2 separate regions of the Siniperca chuatsi genome follow, and region 1 is linked to region 2. Evidence: chromatin contacts called from public Hi-C data. All regions are on one chromosome and are shown on one strand. Each heading gives the region's core, a stretch centred on a gene start, on an enhancer-like site or on the middle of the called end of the contact. The rest is flanking DNA. Distances are from core to core; before and after follow the strand shown.

What was found. Hi-C and Micro-C count contacts between places; a contact is called where the count stands out from the background.
Region 1: a contact with region 2 is called in a Hi-C map of liver, with 2.5 times the contacts expected there. The contact joins the enhancer-like site here to the promoter of si:dkey-34e4.1 in region 2. A contact is called at or near these places in 2 of 3 Hi-C or Micro-C datasets (liver and skeletal muscle).

Annotation. Positions count from the first base shown.
Region 1 is chrLG18:7,546,730-7,550,475 of ASM2008510v1, reverse strand. si:dkey-34e4.1 (carboxyl-terminal PDZ ligand of neuronal nitric oxide synthase protein) reads right to left here. Exons shown (of 11, transcript XM_044175471.1): 6 at 1,834-1,975. Among protein-coding and RNA genes, the nearest start is that of si:dkey-34e4.1, 33 kb to the right of the region's middle. Within about 2 kb of position 1,440, the one cell type or tissue checked has an H3K27ac peak away from gene starts, as active enhancers do. A contact at or near this core is called in liver, where this site is marked.
Region 2 is chrLG18:7,513,378-7,517,215 of ASM2008510v1, reverse strand. It overlaps si:dkey-34e4.1 (carboxyl-terminal PDZ ligand of neuronal nitric oxide synthase protein), which reads right to left and starts at 1,300. Exons shown (of 11, transcript XM_044175471.1): 1 at 758-1,300. The coding sequence starts at 862.

The DNA.
Region 1 (3,746 bases), core at 191-2,690, 33 kb before region 2:
GTAGCCTTATATATAACACTGGCTTTGGGTGGTATCAATCTTCTCTTCTAAATCTTTCCCAAAATGTCCAACTATTCCTTTAAATATAAATGCATCTTATACAGTAGATTTGTGTAATTTGATATCCTTCTGAAAGCTCTGATATAGCCATCTTCACTGTAAAATAATGCATAAGAATCTATAAAAAGCAAACAATCATGGTTGCCTGCATTTAGATAACTAAACCCTAAATTAATTCCATTTTGAGCACATACACAGTATTTTACCCCCACATGATCAACTCTGAGTGTCACACAACTGTAGCTTAGTGCTAGACAACTATTCATTCACTGTGCAAATTACACTCATTACTGGTAACACTGGCAATCACCCTCTTGTGTTGTTCAATGGCATGACAGTTGTAATCACGGGAAACTTTCCCATCTTTAATCTTTACCCTCCATCTCACATGAAATGAATGCAGGCAGCATGAGGCCTCAGAGAACACTCAAATCTGGATTAGCTTCATGTCCCTTAAATCTGTTTACATTCCAGTGTAACCGGACATTTGTGTGGTTACTGTTTGACTGCTGTGCTGGATTAATGAGCCAGTGAGGGTTGATGGTTCAGTTTAGGCCATAAAGAGGCATGTAATCAAACTAAATGGACAAGTCAAGCTTTAACCAGGAGAGAGATGGTCCTCATGTGACCAAAATGACCAATATAAGCTCATAAACACCATGTTTTCCACAATACCATTGTTCAAACCAGATGTTTAAGGTAAAATGTGTGTTTTAATATAACAGCATGCTTCTCTGTGAAGAATCTTGAGCATTATTTCTTTGTAAGAAACCATAATCGTACTCATTCACTTTATAAAACATCTAGAAAGTGAAGAGGGCATTGGTGAAACGCACCCCAGTAACCACAAAGCTTTCTGTATGTTTGTATGCTTTTGTTTCCACAATTATTTGGTTGGTTCACATTTTTAAACATTCGAATCACATGACTTTAACTCAGACTGAAGTCATAAATCTGATGACTTTAGTCACTTTAACACCAGTGAAGTGTGCAGTGAATCAACTCTTCTTATTTCTGATATCAGATCTATTTACAGCCATTGCAAGGAGGCAAGGTGCATTTGGCAGTGCATACTACCACATTTGGACATTACAACATTCAGGTAAGTAGACTTCAAATTTTGATCTTTCATTTGTTATTTTTTACTTCTGGTATAAATGTTGTTTATATGTTTAAAGTTGAAGACATGTGGATTAAATAAGAGATTCAAAACTAGATTCAGATTTAATAAACTGAACAGTAAAAACCTAAAATGCTTCAGCATTTTGCATTTGACTTACTGTAATGGGGGTGAAAAAAACTTCTCAATTAATTATCTAATAACATAGCTTGGTATATGCAGCACATCATTTCACTAAAAAAGTAGTTTAATGCTTGCATCTTTGTGCTGTGTTCCTTCTGTTTGGCCCACAAAGAGTTGTTCTGCTCTCTAACAGCTGGAAGGCTCAGACACGCAGCAGGTGTTTACACATTGCTAAACAGAAACTAAACTGTACAAACAGATTCTGGCTCACAAAGATATATGCAAACAAAGGCAAAGAATCAGGTCACTGTTAACAAAGTTTTCAGGATTTTATTTCTAACTTTGAAGGCCTTCTTTTAATATATTGTAATAATCATTTACATTTTACTATATTTTAAATATTTCTTTGTAATCACAAAAATCAGCCAGAATATAATAACCCAAAATGTGTATTTGTGTATTTGAATGTACTCTGCAAAGGCAATACTGTGCAAAGCAGATAACAGTAAACCCTTTCAGGTAGTCCTCACCATGACTGCTGGGCTCCTCTGTGGACTTGTCACTCTCTCCATCCGCCTGTCCGTCTGCATCCTGCTCAGCATGCTGCAGACTGAGCTTATGGCACACTTCAAAGGCCTGACCTACTGTCCGCACAATACGCATGGCCTGCGTCTGACAGGGAAAGAGAAGAGGGAGAGAGAAAGACAGATAGACAGAGAGGAGAATTTTAGATAAAAGGTCAATGTTTAGAGCAGAGGAAATAAACAATAAGCAGAGTGTATAAGGCTTTTCACTCCACTAAACAACACAGAAAGTAATTTCACAGGTCAGTTCCCCCTGTCTGCTTTAAGATGAGTTAACCAGTGAAATCACCTGCTGCAGTCTTTGGATGGACTGAAAACATGCACACTCTAAGCACGCAGTTGAATTCAGAGACTAATAATATCACTTCTGTGGAACAATTCTCATTACAGTTGACTGATAATAGCAGACCTCTAAGCCAAGACTGCAGTAACTTGCAACACCTGCAGCAAAACGCATGAAAACAGCTTAGACTGAGCAACGGTAAAGAGATGCTTGTCTGAAATATGCAGTTGTAGCCTTGTCCTTGAGTGCATCTATTCTGTATTCACTGCAGGCTATGTAGTGCTAAGCCACCGGAAATTGAATTTAAGATACAATTTAAAACCAAAATTGATTAACTGAGCTGATATAATAAGGAAATGAATTCTTAAATAAAAGATAAAAGTTGAACAAACAACAGTCAGTCACAGGTAGCTGGGCACAGAAAACTGAAACAAATCACATTTAAGTCTGCATGCGTTATGTCCCACAGTGAACTTACCACTTGCTGTATTTAGCTGGGGGATTTACATCAAAATCAAATTGGGTGGTAAGAGGAAAAAGTGCACAGGTTTTTCCAGTTAAGAAAAAGCAATCTAATATAAGTAAGGGTGCTCCAAACAGGATTTTTGGGGCCGATCACCGATCTCTGGATCTCCAATCACGGGGTCTATTTGAAGCCTTCTATTTATTGTGTATTTATTTATCTATTTATTTATTTAACTATTCTTAACAATATTGTATATTAAGTATTAAAGTTGACAACTGTCTTTTTATTGGCAGTCTTTTTATGTGTCTGACTTTCTTTGTCAGCACTATGTTTTATAAAGTCGCCCAAAAAACTCCCGTCAGTTTTTCACCTGCAATTCCGTATGCACAACAACAGGCTTGTTGTTAATGACGTAGCCTATCGAAACGATTTAAACCAATGTGGTAACAAATGACATCCGCACCAACCGGTGTGTTCACTGTTGCTTTACTTGGTCCATGCTTAGAAAATATCCAACGTGTGCGTCTTCTAACGTAATATCAGTTAACGTCTCTCTCTTGTACACGCTAAAGCTAAAACGCTAAAATGGTTCACCGGCCATTAATATACCTTGGCGGGCATTGCGTCATCTGATCGGCTCTTCTGATCAGACTTATAGAGACACGGATCAAACTATTTATAACGAATATCGGCCAATAATGATCGGTGGCCAATCAATCAGCGCACCCTTAAATCTAAGTAATCTAATGGCTGCATTAGATTAAGGCCTACTGATGCTGCTGTAGCTGTAGTTAAATTGTTATCTCATCTTCCTCTATGATGGGTTTCTCCCTGTATGATTGCTGACTGATGGTTTCATTTTTAGTTATTTAAACGGGAAATCTCAAGGGTGATGAAACATAAGAGCAGCACTGTAGTTGTACATGAAGCCTATTCCCCAGAAAAGTGTTATCTAATGTTTAACACTTCTGTATCATTGGTTAGATGTTAATGGAATAGTTCGACATTTTGGGAAACATGCTTATTCTTTTTTTTTTTTTAGCCGAGAGTGAGATGAGAAGACCGATACCACTCTCATGTAAGTCCGTTAAATATGAAGCTACAGTCAGG
Region 2 (3,838 bases), core at 51-2,550:
TGGCTGCGTGTATCTTTCTGTGAGTGTTCTCTGTCCCACCTTCCATCAGATTCTTACTCCTATTTGTTTTGTTGAAAAGTGTTGAATATCCACAGTGAGAAATTGTCTGTCATGGATTTACTACGTGATTGTGTTCACAACACTCAATGAAATAAATAAATATTAAGAAAGAAAGACAGAGATGAGAATGCTGCTTAATGAGGAAGCCTAATACTAAGATACTAAATATAAGACACAAGCAGCCTTGTGATTGAACTTTGGACCAATTACACTCCCTTGTTTTAACCCTTTCTACCTCTGTGCTCTGTTTGCTGTTCAACCCCTAAAATGAATTAAGAGCTATAGTCTATGGTGCAAATCAGCTCAGACAGCCCAGGACAAAGTTACAGATTGGCTTGTATGAATAGGGCCACAAAAATATGAATACTGCTTCCCTGGGAACTTAATAATTCAATGGGAAACCTGAAAATACACTAAGTTCACCTTAGAGCATGAAAAATAAGGACATCCACACCAGTTTTAAAGGATTATGTTAGACAAATGAAATATGAGACAAATAAACTACACACTCCATCAGACTTGCGGCATTAATCCACGTGTGTAGTTGAATAGCCCACACTGCCATGTGTTCAAACTTCATGATGGATCCCAACTGAAAGGGTCCAGTGCACCTGCCACTCCAACACAACACAACTCTGAACTGACCGTGTGGTTAAACAGTGTCAAAATAAGGAGAAAAAAACTATGTTCCTTTCACCTTGGCTTGGAAATGAATCCCATGCTGATAAGCCTCTTCATTATGGAGCGGCACCCTCGAGTCCGCCACATCGTCCACCAGGTTGTACCTGTTCCTCGCGGGCATCACGGGCTCCGACTGACGACCCCCGACACGGAAACACAGTTTAACAACTCAACAGACAAATGTCGTCTGGGTTTGAAACGCTACAATCCCATGTGTGTGTACAGCACGGCTCCAAGAGTGAGTTCCCTGTGGAAGCGTAGTCCATTGTTGTTGCTTTGAGCTTCAAAGGTCCCGTCCTCAAGAGGGACAGATTTGGGTGCCCCTTCTCCTGTGACAATACACCGAGAGACACTTAAAGATTTCCTTCCTGATAACGCCTCTCGTAAAAAAACAACAACAAACAAACCACACAGCAACGTGGATGATGTCTGTTCCCAACGCCACGGGAGGAATCCAGCGTAAGAAGCTGGCGTGTCTCTCCGCAGGTGATGTTGCTCGCTGTGGGGATTTTTTTTTTTATTCGCGTCTCTCTCTCTCTCTCCCTCCACAACGCACAAAGCAAGCAGCTCATTGGAGCAAAGTTCCGAAGCATGATGCAACCAGGAGCAGGGAGGAAAACCGGCAAGTTAGTTAGTTCCCCCCCCTCGGGGCATTCACTCAAGTACATGAGGTGCTTGTACTTTACATGACTATTTCCATTTTCTGCTACTTGACATTATACGAAATATTGTACTTTTTACTCCAGTACATTTAGGCTATTTGACAAGTTAGTTACTTATCATAGTAAGATTTATATACTACACATAATATATAAAATGTGCAGTTATAGATTAAACTACCCAAAAGTAGCCTACGTAAAGCAGTTAAAATGAACTCCACCTTAAAGTACTGCAACATTAAAGTAGCCTACTGTTTACATGTTAAAGCATCAATAACAATCCAATAATATAATACTGACAGGGACCATTCTGCCTTTACTTTGACACTTTAAGTAGGCTACATTTTGTTGTCAATACATCTGCATTTTTACTTATTAAGTTTTGAATGCAAGACGTTTACTAGTAATTGAGTATTTCTACACTGTGCCATTACTGTTTTTATTCCACCACTATCTCCAAAAAAAGGTCTGGATAGATGAATATTTGGTCTTGTCATATAACATTCCCCTAAATTAAACAACTTACTTTTCATTTTCAGATCTAGGCTACTTTTTTCCTTATTTCCTCGTGCAGTGATTCTACTGTAGGCCATGAGCCTTAGGCTATTCTTCTCAATATAAAAGGCATCTTTCACATTATATTTTGCTATTCATAACTGCATTACAGTCAGGATGCTGATCAAATGGCTGAGATTCATCATCACAAAACCTCATTTGGTTGTTTTCATCATCCTTGGAGTTTCCCCACAGGAGCCCAAATTAGTCTTTTAGTAGATAACAACAGTTCAGTCACTAAATAGCCATTATTACCTGCATGACAAATCGTTATAATGACTACACAATGACATCTCTGTTTAGACAATAAATGGCTATTTGCTGCTCATAAAGTGGAAATGAGGTAGGGTTGATTCTCCTGATGCTCAGCCTTTATCAAGCCTCCACCTCTTATACCATGTTGTTGTCATATTACTGCTGCCACTGCAGCTGCTGGTATTAACATTAAAACTATCATTTATGTCCAGGCCGATAATAAACCTGCAAGTGGAGCATCACAGGTTCACTTCCCATAAAAAGTGTGTCCTCCCTTTTTACTACTAGTATTAATAGTAATATATTCAATAATTAATTAAATACTAGGTTAAATGCTTGATTAAAACTAAGCCATATTAATGAAATACTGCAATGGCGCCCTCTGTTGACTACTCACTATAAGTTACTGAAGTCAGAATACAATGTTTCCAGGTATGTTTTAAGATTAATAGTACAAGAAAAGTCTTTGTCTAAAGTTGGTAACTTTACAGATCAGAGGCAGCAGATGCACTCATATGGACTAATCCTTGAAAATCAAATGAATTACGATCTATTAATATGAGAAAGAGGCCAGGTGCCACAACGTAATCTCACTAATCTGCACTCAAAGGGCACAATATTAAGATTGAAAAATAATAAGATTCATAGGTGAGAGAAGATGCCTGACAAGGGAGGGATAATGCTGACATAATGCAGCTTTAATGATGAGAGGTGGTGATCATTTACTTAATTAAACAACCTTTAAATAACCTAAACATCCTATCCACATGTAAGGTCAGTGTCACAGATAGGCACTGGTTTTATTACTGCTTGCTGTGATGTTTGCAATCTATTTGACTTGCGTGCAATGTAACAATACAACTAAACAAACTTCATCCATCCACATTAAAGAATCCAAGTGAGAGGAGTGTAACACAAAGGGTATGGTTTATTTATTAACATGTCCATGTGGAAAAGGATATGTAGAAAAAACATCAAGAGAACTCAAAGAATAGCAGAACATAAAAGTACTATAAGATATAAAAATGATCTATCCAGTTGCAGCACATTTCATGGAAATTAATCATACTGTCTCTTAAAATGTGTCTAAAATACACACTCTCTAACAGGGAGGCACACTGGATTTCTAAATTGGGCATTTTAAGCCTGAGAGGGTTCAATCAAGAACTAGACTTGAAGCCATTTTTGTAGTCCAGTCCACTGGATTATATTTGTCTCAAAGAACAGGAATATTTTGCTGTTTGACATTTTGGGAAAAATGCCTTTTCACTTTCTGACAGAGAGATACCTCTCTCATGTCTGTGCAGTAAATACGAAGCTACCATGAGAAGCCAGTTAGCTTAGCTTAGCTTAGCATAAAGACAGAAATTGGGGGAAACAACTAGCCTGGTTCTGTCTAACAGTTACAATATCCACCTCTCGGAATCTCTAAAGCTCACTAATTTACATGTTTTATCTTGCTGCTTTAATCCGTACAAAAACCGAAAGGTAAATATGAAAATTTGCTGTTTTTACAGGGGGGTTACACGCCAGACTATTTCTTAGCTCTGAGCAGTTGCCAGGCAACCAGTGGAGACTGGAGAAAGCAAATAAGCTTCTTTCCCAAAATGTAGAACTATTCTTTAAGG